2 separate regions of the Mus musculus genome follow, and region 1 is linked to region 2. Evidence: chromatin contacts called from public promoter capture Hi-C data. All regions are on one chromosome and are shown on one strand. Each heading gives the region's core, a stretch centred on a gene start, on an enhancer-like site or on the middle of the called end of the contact. The rest is flanking DNA. Distances are from core to core; before and after follow the strand shown. Region 1 holds the start of Nras (neuroblastoma ras oncogene). Region 2 holds the start of Ttf2 (transcription termination factor, RNA polymerase II).

The links. Promoter capture Hi-C pulls out the DNA fragments that hold promoters and counts their contacts.
Region 1: a promoter capture Hi-C map of pre-B cells shows a contact between it and region 2, with 6 times the contacts expected there. The contact joins the promoter of Nras here to the promoter of Ttf2 in region 2.

Annotation. Positions count from the first base shown.
Region 1 is chr3:103,054,027-103,059,537 of GRCm38.p6, reverse strand. It overlaps Nras (neuroblastoma ras oncogene), which reads right to left and starts at 1,253. Exons shown (of 7, transcript NM_010937.2): 1 at 1,098-1,253; 2 at 506-633. The coding sequence starts at 616. Csde1 (cold shock domain containing E1, RNA binding) reads right to left here. Exons shown (of 19, transcript NM_001161854.2): 16 at 4,705-4,883; 17 at 4,026-4,189; 18 at 3,061-3,193; 19 at 1,352-2,652. The coding sequence ends at 2,605.
Region 2 is chr3:100,966,795-100,972,818 of GRCm38.p6, reverse strand. Ttf2 (transcription termination factor, RNA polymerase II) reads left to right here and starts at 3,156. Exons shown (of 23, transcript NM_001013026.2): 1 at 3,156-3,199; 2 at 3,284-3,386; 3 at 5,727-5,813. The coding sequence starts at 3,172.

The DNA.
Region 1 (5,511 bases), core at 4-2,503, 2.1 Mb before region 2:
CTCCTCCCTCAGCCTCTTGAATGCTTACAAATTGGACTTATACATACCTGCACCATTAATCCCAGGGAAGTGATAGAAATTTAACGTCATATAGAAATATGAGACTTGTAAGGATTTAGGTGATTTTCCTCAATATCCGTAACTAAATTGTGAAGAAATTCCTAGATACAATGACTCAAAATCTCAACTTGTTTCTACCCCAACTCAATCTGGACTAGATCAAAAATGACAACTTCAGACTATCCAGAGCTCTGAGTTCTCTATCCTCACTGTATGATCGCCTACAATCTTTTTCCTTGTGACCTACGTTTCTATTAAAGAGCTGTGACATAAAGAAACAATGAAAACTGTGTTCTTTTAAAAGGAAATCCTCAGTAAGCACGAACTTGTTTACTGCTTTTTTGGAATACCTCCTTGCTTTCTCTTCTCTTTACTTTCAAAGAGCCGTTATGGGCAAGAGAAAGCCCAAAGTGAGGATAAGGGCCAGGCAGGGGCTGGGCCTCACCTCTATGGTGGGATCATATTCATCCACAAAGTGGTTCTGGATTAGCTGGATCGTCAAGGCGCTTTTCCCAACACCACCTGCTCCAACCACCACCAGTTTGTACTCAGTCATTTCACACCAGCAAAAACCTGTAGAAAAGCAGCAATTACGATTAAACTGGCAAACCAAACCTACAATACTTCAAGGGCTTCTATGAGTTTACCAAACTCTTCTGTTTCTAAGGCACCCATTCGATACACGTGGCCTTCCACTAAGTTCTCAAAGTGATTCAGAAACATAGCATTCCTTGCAGATGAGTGCGGGCCAGATTATTGGATTAAAGACCAGCGACTATTTTTTCAATCTACTCGGCCCCGCCCTCAGTTTACGGGAAAAGAACCCCCCTCTTCCAATTCCTGCAAACCCAAGCTCTGGGGTCCGCCTGGCACAACCACTTCCCGAAACTCCCCTTTCCGGCTCCGAAAATCACCCCAGAGCCAGCCAGAGTCCCCCACCCAAGCCTTTGTTTCAGCTCGCCAAGTCTCCGCGTCTCCCCGCCCCGCCAGGCGTTCACACGCTGAGAAGTCCGACGCCAGGCAGGCCGGAGCTTTACCTCAAACTCCGCAGACCCCGCCTCGGGAGGCTTTTGGACTTCAACCTGAGAAGCTGTTGGAGACCCCGAAACCGCCATGAACAGCCCCCGCCAGGGAGCGGCACTTCCGGCCCCACCCGCTACGTAATCACTAGGCGCCCAAGGCGCCCCAGTCCCCGCCCCAGCCACGTGGGCCGACGACTAGAGTCTTGCAGCCGGCCGCACCCAGTCCAGCCCCGCCCCGCCCCCATTTCAATAATGAAAGCGCTAGGTGCTAGTGTCTCAAAAATCAGTAAAACTTTATTCGCTTCCATTCTTTCGCCATTAACATAAAACCGGAGAAAGCAAAAATGTTTTGTGTTTACAAAGATAAACGGCCTCTTTACCCAGAGTTCAAAACCTCAAATGACAACGGGGAAGATGAAAGCGCCCTCCCCGACAACCCCTGAGCTGACCCTTGTCATTGTTAGACAAAAAGCCTTCACTCCACTTGCCAGGGACCCTGTTTGGGGCCAATTCAAGATGAAGGCCGAGAAATCAGGCCAATCCGTTCCCGTGATACAAAGTTGAACAGAAGCTACACCAAGGATCAAGTGCCTGTATTGAACAGGGCACTGGAACCACGGGGCTATTTATTAAAAAAAACAGGATTCATTTCAGGCACAACTTTTTTATTATTATTATTTTTTTGTTCATTTTGTTTTTAAATCAGTAAAAGAAACTGGGTCCTAGAAGCTGCAGTGATCTAAGCAGCAGCAATTTTGTGCATTCGTCTTTTGTTTAAATATGTTTAAATTATCACACTGCTGGCACACTTCATTTGCATGAAATTCTGCACCACACATACTAATTGTAGTAAAGTTATTTACCCCCCCCATCCCAGGAAGAAAAAAAAAAAAAAACTACTCGGGAAGATAATTTTCACTGAAATGTAATCAAACTTCGTTAAGTGGATTGTGACAAGATTATAAATGATATGAAAATAACATTTTAACATTTGGCCATCAACTTAAGAATATCGTTTGCTATATAAATTTTTGCAATTTTTAAAGGTAATATATTCTACCTTCATATGGTCCTCAGAATTAAAGCATAATGAACAGGGAAAAAATAGGAAAAGAATGCAGCTGAGTGTTAAGTCATGAAGGTAGAGTATATACTGACTAGAGTGCAGAATTTCATAGGGCCAACAAAGTAACAGTCTGCATTGTTCACTTACACAGGCCAAGTGGAATTTGCAATTACCAGTTGCGTTAAATGCACCAAATAAAGCTCCTAAATTGACACTATAAGGCGCCACCTTTAAGTTTTCCAGGCTGCAACTGTGCATAATTTTAAAATGGTTTCTTAAATTTATTTATTTTTTTCTTTAAACATAACACGAGGAAGGTGTTAAAACTGGTGTAATAGCTCAATAGAATAAGTATTCCAGATTTTGGGAGGGATGAAGAGAAAGATATTCAGAACCCTTCACCAGAATCCCCCCAACTCGACCATAGTGAATTAATGATGTGCTTTGTGGACGTGGTTAGTCAATGACACCAGCTTGACGGATCTTTCTTTCTGCACCAAATCCCTATGAAGAAATATAACAGTTAATGATTTGAGTGTATTGACAATCACAACATACAATTCTAAAATCAACTATGAAAGTATTTATCATATCCACTACCAATTCTCTCCTAAGAGTAAGAAACTTATTAAATAGAATATACCAAGAAATGCACTTCTTGGTGTAATCAGTTATCCTACCATGGGCAAAGCAGAGAGTGGGGAGTTCAAGGCCACTCTAATCTACATATGAGACCCTATCTCAAAACGGAAAGAAGTGCTTCTTATAGAAAGCATCTACTCTATTAGGGTCTGAATTAATGTGTTAGGGAGTCCAAATTAGTGATAAGCAACCCTTGCTTGCTTCACTAACTTCTTTAAGCTCAAGTAAGATTATTAGTTGACCTCCCTCACATCCCTAATGAAATCATACCATTGAGTTATCTGGTCCCCTTGGCTGACGAAGAACCATTAGACGTGGAGCACTGGCATCATCCAGGGTGATGTTCTTTAGGCGATTGACCAACCGGTCAGGTCGAGGAGCTGCAACAGCTTTGGGGCCTTCACTGTAAGAGTGAAAGTGAGAAGAACCAACAATTGCTGGGAAGAAGGCAAGCAGTTGTATGTTCCCTACCCAAATGACTCACTTTTAATGAGGGAGACTCTTCTTGCCTCATCTTAGCTAGCAAGACAAGACAGACAAGTTTATATATACTTCCCAGCTCAGAGTTTCAACAGCATTGGAGCTATAAAGAATCCTAGACTTGTCAACAGAGAGACTAATTCCAGATACACAAAACAAGGTAAAAGATGTTAAAAAAAAAAAATCTTGAAAAAAAGCCAAATATGAAGAAATAGGTCTAGATTCCTATCTCTTAAAGGAACAATGTTGAGATTAAAAACCTAATAGCATAAGTTAGAATGACTAAGGTATAAAACTGAGACCTATCTCAAACATTTCAGCAGCACAAAGTCTAAAAGTGAGTAGACAGAAAGAGCGAGCCAATAAGCTAAACTCTTAAGTACAAGGATCATATAACCGTTTAGTATTTAAGCTACAGCACACACAGTGCTAACGCATCATAGTACCTAAGTGTTTCTCAGGTCAGGGTTATAGGACTCAAAGCCAGACAATAAATACCAGAGATAGAAAAATAGATATGGTGGCACATGGCAGCAAGCTGAAAGTAAGGTAAGTCACGGATATAAAACTGAGACCTATCTCAAACAAAGCAATGACTAGCAGAAAAAGACAAAATTAGATAGAGATAGAAGTGTAAAATAGTTCCTACTAAACCCAGCCAGAGGAGAGTGGCAAAGAAAGCACAGAATGCATGAATGAGTGAGGGATGAACTCAGAGCAGTTATTTCCAACCATAATAAACCATAGAAACTCACCAGACTCGCCAGACATTACAGGCACTGCACTTCCCAGTGCGCTGATTAAGGATCACTGAGAATTCCACCTCATCTCCTGCCTGTAGCTCAACGCCATCCTGAACTTCTTTCACATGGAAAAAGAGCTTCTTGCTATCTCCTACTTCATAGTTAATAAAGCCAAACTGGAAAAAGAGCACACACAAAACAAAATTTACAATGGAGAACACATACCACAGAAAGGAAGAGCAATTCACTTTGAAAGATAATGCTAACCCTAATTAGAAAGGACTTAGAAAACATGGCATTACTAATGATGAGCTAAATTCAGCTGGTGTATGATAGAATTCATCAGGAAAGTCATACCTCTGAAACAACTGCCATTCATTCTATTCTAAGCATGACTAAGACAATCCCCACCAAGTGACATTATTAATAATCACACTTATTTTCTCCTCACTAATGTTGTTACTTTATCCCTTGTCCCAAAGCAATAAAGTCTAAAAAACTGAGACATCCATGAAAGTTTAAATGCCAGTACTCAAGAGGGTGAATTCCAGATCAGCCAAAACAGCATAGAGAAACCATGTCTTAAAAATAAACAAGTAAGCAAGCAAGCAAGCAAGTAAATATTGGCTGATGACTTTCCCTGACCAAGTTCAGGACAGACTGCACATCCAGAGACATAGCACTTAATTACCTGATCTTTCACACACTCCACAGTAGCCCTACGAAGGGGTGTGATGTTGTAGGCCATAGTTTGTGCATTTTGGCCAAGTACACACAACTGGAACTTGACACTCTCCCCTTTCTGTAGGCAATCCCCTTTGTTGGCCATCCCAACTATGCCAAAAGGATACACTTCACCTTTCATATCCCCTGTAAGCAAAACAGTACAAAATCTAAATATACACACTAGAAATACATTTTGTTACCTTATTATTTTCTTTAAACTTAAAAGTTTTACCTTAAAGATTAACATGGAAACAAGCAACAAAACAAGGACAAATCCTAACACTAACTTCTAAAATGCATTATGAAACAACCAGCCAAAAACAAAACTAAACAAACAAAAATAAAAAAAACCCAGGTGGCAATCTAGCAAAACACAGGCAAACAGATACAGATAAAAGGATTTTTTTGTTGTTATGATTCAGACTCCTTAAGAGTTCAGGGCTATAAACCAGGCTCTCTTCTCATCTGCTCCACCGCCACTCTTCACTGTAACAGCAAAAAAGTGACCCAGAGACGAATGCAAGAGATAGGTAGTAAGCAATGCTCGTTGATTCACAATGCATTAACAAGCTTCAGAGGTGGAAATGCTTATAGTAAACTACCTCAGAATCAGAGGTAACTTTTTTTTTCCTTCAAATTTTCAGCTCCTAAAACATGCAGGGCCCAAATGTCTGAAATAATTTCAGCAGACTAACTTGTTAAGAGGTATAGTCATTTATTATACATCTCTATGATTCATAATTTTCATAGACTCCTCTGAGGCTAAAGATAC
Region 2 (6,024 bases), core at 1,907-4,406:
ACAACCATCCGTAATGAGATCTGATGCCCTCTTCTGGGGTGTCTGAAGACAGCAACAGTGTACTCATATAAATACATCTTTGGGCCAGAGCCAGCCAGGCTGGAGTGAGAGAAGTGTCTGAAGACAGCTACAGTATACTTACATATAATAAATAAATAAATCTTAAAAGAAAACAAGCAAACAAAAAACCCCAGCTCTCTTGAGACCCAATTTAGTTCTCATAAAAGTCACCTATTCTAAATCAAGCATGGAGATGCATGCCTATAAACTCATCATATAGGAAGCTGAGGCAGGAGAATTGTATTTTGAAAGTCAGCCTGGGAAACATACCCAGTTCAAGACCAGGTTGAGTTAATCCTAAGACTCTATCTCTAAACAAACAAACATAGCTTTTTTTTAGTTCAAGTGCAGTCACTGTCACAATCCAGCTACAAATTCCAACATAAACTGTGTTTAGGCCAGCCCATAAGTCAATAATTTCTATTGTTAACTTGTACATTTAAAACATCTAGATTTAGGATTTACTCAAACATTTGTTCTGAGTATGACAAGGCTATTAAGAAACCCAAAACTTACATCCTCTGCTTCATTCCAAATAGAAATTTATATACAGTTCATTCTCAGAGGTCTCTCCAGATGTTTTCAGGCTAAGAACATATATGAACTATATATGCACAAAACCTGTACTTGCTTGGCTGTCCCACTGGTCCAAAACCACCCCTGTTAATATGATCCGGGGTCTAAACGTTTTTATTTAGCACATCCTAGATTTCTAGAAGGAACATTTTTCCTTGCTGTATGTTATCTGTGTCCATTTTTACTTACTGGATGTGTGCAAGGCGGCTGAGCAGCTTCAGAGGAAATGGTGTCTGGAATGACGCATTTGAGACCTGGACTTTGTCTAGTCTCAAAGTCATCTTGTGCAGGAAAGAACCTGTAACCTGGGGCTGGAGAAATGCCTCCGAGATTAAGAGCTCTTGCTGTATGAGTTCAAATCCCAGCAACCACATGGTGGCTCATAACCACCTATAATGAGATCTGGTGCCCTCTTCTGGCCTGTAGGCATACATGGAAAAGAGGGAGATATATATCTATCTATATCTATATCTATATAGAGAGATATCACCAGACTTTTGGGTACTTTGTGAATTTTTTAAAATTCCACTCTTTTCCACCCCTCTCCTTTCCACCCCCTAACACTAGGTAGAAAAGACAAAAGGGCAGAGGGGGAAAGGGGTGACATTATTGTTAGACAACTTCCTGCTGATTAGGGGCGTCGAGTTTCTTGGGGCAAGTTTGAGCTTCTTCACCATCATATCTAATTTCTTCTTTTCATCTCTTTGCACACAACTGCTTAACAAATCACAGTCAACAGCATCCAACCGCTGAGCAGCCAATCAGTTCCTAGTATCAGGCCCTAGTATTTATATACCCTCTGAAGAGTCCCCAGAATTCCACACACTCTCAGAAACCATCTGCAGCTGGCAAAACCACACCCCTGTTAGAGCATGAGGCAAATTACAGTCAGCTGCTGTGGACAATCTGAAGCAGCCCCACCTGGGGTTAAAACAAACAAACAAACAAACAAAACATTCTTTATATTTCTGTGTTTTTTTAAAGAAACCAAAATTCTCACTACAAGAATCACCGTGGTCCTCTTTCCCCAAACCTTAGTGTTTGTGGTCTCCACCTCCTCAGATGGTATCCACTTCACATGCATATAATACAGATCTTGGAATTGCAATCTAGGAATAAAGAAAATCTGTTTGTATAAACTTTCACTGGAGAACTGGGGTGGGGCGTGCCACACTGCGTGCACTTGGAAATTCATCTCTCTCTCAAGCTCTCCGGGGTTTGCTGCTGACTCCATTCATCTTGACATTTATATACTATTTTATATTTATTTAAGCATTAGGTAGAGGCTAGTTCAGCTTCTTCCACTCAGTAAGCCCCTTGTGGTTAGAACAGTTGCTTTAAATGTATGCATTAAATGAACTTTATATTTCTCAAACACCTACTCCTCTTGGGACACCAAAAAAGCTATTTAGTAAGAACTGCTTAATTCATAAATGATACCTCGGGACTGTCTGGACTCTGAACTCCTAAAACATTTACAGCCTCCATATAGCCCAGACTTCTTAGACATTGCAGCTTTTCTGTCCTCATAGCAGTTGTGTGTGCCACTCCAAGACACATGATCTTCAACTGCTGAAATATGAAGTCATGGCTATTGCAGCCAAGCTCCGATAGTCATTCCTCACCTTCTGCTCACTGAAAGAATCCATTACAAGTTCTTTCCTTTCCTTTTCTTTCTTTTTTTTTTTCTTTTTGGTTTTTCGAGACAGGGTTTCTCTGTGTAGCCCTGGCTGTCCTGGAACTCACTTTGTAGACCAGACTGGCATTGAACTCAGAAATCTGCCTGCCTCTGCCTTCCAAGTGCTGGGATTAAAGGCGTGCGCCACCATGCGTCACTCTCGGTTTTTTAAAAGTACAAATGCAAAATAAGTTCAAAAGGTTTGACAATGCAAAACACACAATGTAAAATTAGTAAGCACGCAAGGTCTTGTATTGCCCTCAGGTTCTTCTCTCAGACCCAGGGCGTCCACACCAGGCGGTCCTTAGAACCTCACCAGGGGAAGGCAGCCTAAGACTCAAAGAGCGCGGAACCTGGAACTGAGATCTGTGCAGATGTTCAATCTTTGGTGACCCCGTGGACGCCCTGCACTCATTTAAAGGTTGCCCGGGGTCCTAAGGGAGTCTTTGTGCTTATTACAGACTATGCAGTAGATTCCCAAAGTTTTAAGGGATGCTCCCGCCTTTTGGCCGCCTCAAGTTGAAGTGTTCCCGCCCACAGTGGCTGCTTCCCGAGCAGGCAAGCGGCTCTGGCTCCCTCTGGGTCTAGTGGTTCCTCTGGAGTCTCCCAAGCTCAGCCTCGTCCACTTCTCTCCAAGTCCTGCTTTCCCCAAGCCAGGGAGCATGCCGGCGTCCTCACTGGAGCTCAGCCACGCCTCCTCACTCCAAGTTTGATTTCAGAGCGCGCCAAGCCTGAGGGAGACTGTAATTGGTTGAAAGTGAGAGACTCTCCCGCTTGATTGGTGGAGTGTTGTGGTGGGCGGGACGGGGCGGAGTCAAAGACGGAAACCCGGCGGGCCAGGGCTTCCTGGCTGCGGTATGGACCTGGTTAAGTGTCCGGAGCACGGTAAGGCCTCAGTCTCGGGATTTCCCTCCCGGGGACTGTGGGACTGGCTTGGAGTGGCCGATGCTGACCTTCTTGTTTCCTCAGGGGACGCCTGCTTCTTAAAGACCGGCGTCCGCGATGGCCCGAATAAGGGAAAGAGCTTCTACGTGTGCCGGACGAACACATGCGGCTTCGTGCAGGCCACCGAGTGAGTCTCCAGCCCGGCCCGGTTACACGGAGTGACCCAGCCTGGTCACTTCAGCTGCCTTGGGACGCGGACTCACCCACACTCCGATCCTTCTAGAGTCTGCTTCAAGTTTCTAGGCACCTGTCTGGCCTTACTTAGCCACTCCCCTTTGCCCCGGCATCCTTTCTGCTCCCTCTAAAAAGTGTAAACAAACAGTGGACATGGGAATTAATTTGCTAGTCTTGTACCAATTTTAGGTCGCCATTTAAATTTTACGTTTAAGGTTAAAACATGTTAATTAGACACAAGCTTTTCTCCTTCATCTAGTGGCATGACGTTAACAACCCAGAGAGAGCCAGAGTCTTTAGGGCAGTGTTTCTCAACCTGCGGGTCACGACCTTCAGGATCTAAGGACGCTTTCACAGGGGTTGCATTTCAGTTATCCTGCAAATCAGATATTTTTACATTGCGATTCAAAACGGCAAAAATTACAGTTATAAAGTAGCAATGGGAATGATTTTATGATTGGGGTCACCATAACTGTTGTAACGGGTATTAGGAAGGTTGAGAACCGCTGCTGTAGGGAGTTAGTGCTGAAAGAAACATCAGAGGTTGATGTGGATCGCAGGTTCTGCAGATGTGAAAGCTGAGACCTAGAAACCTCAAGCATCTTGTCTAAAGTGAGGAAAGTCAAGTGTGACAATCTTTTTTTTTTTTTTTTTTTTTCCCAGACAGGGTTTCTCTGTATAGCCCTGGCTGTCCTGGAACTCACTCTGTAGACCAGGCTGGCCTCGAACTCAGAAATCCGCCTGCCTCTGCCTCCCAAGTGCTGGGATTAAAGTCGTGCGCCACCACCGCCCGGCAAGTGTGACAATCTTAACATACCGGGTGTTGACATTCTCGAAGTGAAATTACACTGTGGTGTCATTTAACATTTCTCCCTGCTCTCTATTCAGCTGGACTTTGTAGAGCATGGTTATTTTTTTTTCAGTATCATAGCTATACTAATATACTAATGAATATTAGTAATATACTAATGAATAGTAGTACTGGAATAACTTGTATGATTTGTGTCTCCACTTTGTACCAGAATTTACTATTTATTTCTAGAAATATTATATAGATAATGTTTCTAAATATACTGAGATTTGGTACCCTGCTCAAATGTTTTAAGACACATGTGTGCTCATGTTTATAGGAATTGTGCATCAATGTTGGTCTTAGGTTTGTTTCAACATTAAAAGAAATGTTCTTGTGGACTGGAGAGATGGGCCAACCTTTAAGAGCACTGGCTGTTCTTCCAGAGGCCCTAGCTTCAATTTCCAGCACCCACTTAGGGGCTGTCAAATGTCTATAACTTCAGTTCCAGGGGATCGGGTGCCCACTTCTGGCCTCTGAAGGCCCAGCATGTACTTGGTGTATAGACACACATGCAGGCAAAATATCCCTAAACATAAAATAGAAATAAATCAATCTTGAAAAAGAGAGTGAAGATTCTTAAACAGTGTGTCACTTACATGGCTACACTGCAATACAGACTAGTACAGTACTTTCACTCGAGGCTTGCAGTGTGTCTGAGGAGCAGACTGCAGACAGTTTTACAAGTCACGGGAGAATGCTTTAGACCTTCACTCAAACCTGTTCACATATTTTTCTTCTATAAGTAATAAGGAGGGACATTTAAGATTTTATGCCAGGCAAGCAGCACATGAGTAAGTTATTGTAAGAGGGAGACACGTGAGTAACAGCACGTGGCACCTAATAGGGTATTAATGGATAAAGGGTAATGGGAGAACCTGAGGAGAAGTCACAGCAGGCCTGCCCTATAGCCTGCCTTAGACTATAAGCCATCCCTGGGAGGGTTGCAATGTGGGCATCATAGGACAGTCAGGAAGAAAAAAATACAGAGTGAGTTCCAGGACAGCCAGGGCTACACAGAGAAACCCTGTCTCAAACAACCAAAATAATAACAATAATAATAATTATGGCCATGCTTTGGTTTAGAAAGTGAGAAGAGGGAAAGACTATGGATCCTTTCCTCAGGAAGCCACACAGGTAACCAACCATCTGTGGGACTTACAAACCCAGGACACCTTGGTGTAACATCTGTGGCTGGGCTGGGTGTGGTGGCACACACCTGTGATCCTAGGACTCAAGAGGCAGAAGAAGGATTGCTGCAAGTCTGAGGCCACACTGGTCTAGGTAGTGACTCCCAGGCCAGCCAGGGCTACTCAGTGAGACTCTGTCTCCAAATATGTAAATAAAAATAAAAATTCAAGCTTGGATTTGACTTCAGACTGTTGACCTCTCTCTATTTCTTGTCTTCTAATAAAGTTATTTTATTGTATTCTTCTCTTCTAGTATTCCTGTTTCTCACTGTTTATTGCATGAGGAGTTTGTGGTCGAGCTTCAGGGTTTGTTTCTACCACAGGACAAGAAAGAATGGAGGTGAGTGTCCAGAGGAACCCCCCCCCACACACACACACATATCCACACATACACACACACACCCCCAATCTTGAAAGAGTTACAGTCATAGTTTTTTTTGTTTGTTTGTTTTTAATTTTTTAAAAATAAGGGATTTTGTTCTTTAAAGGTCATTACTGAAACCCTTTGTTGTACATGCTGATCATCATCTAGCTACCTTGTTGGCAATTCC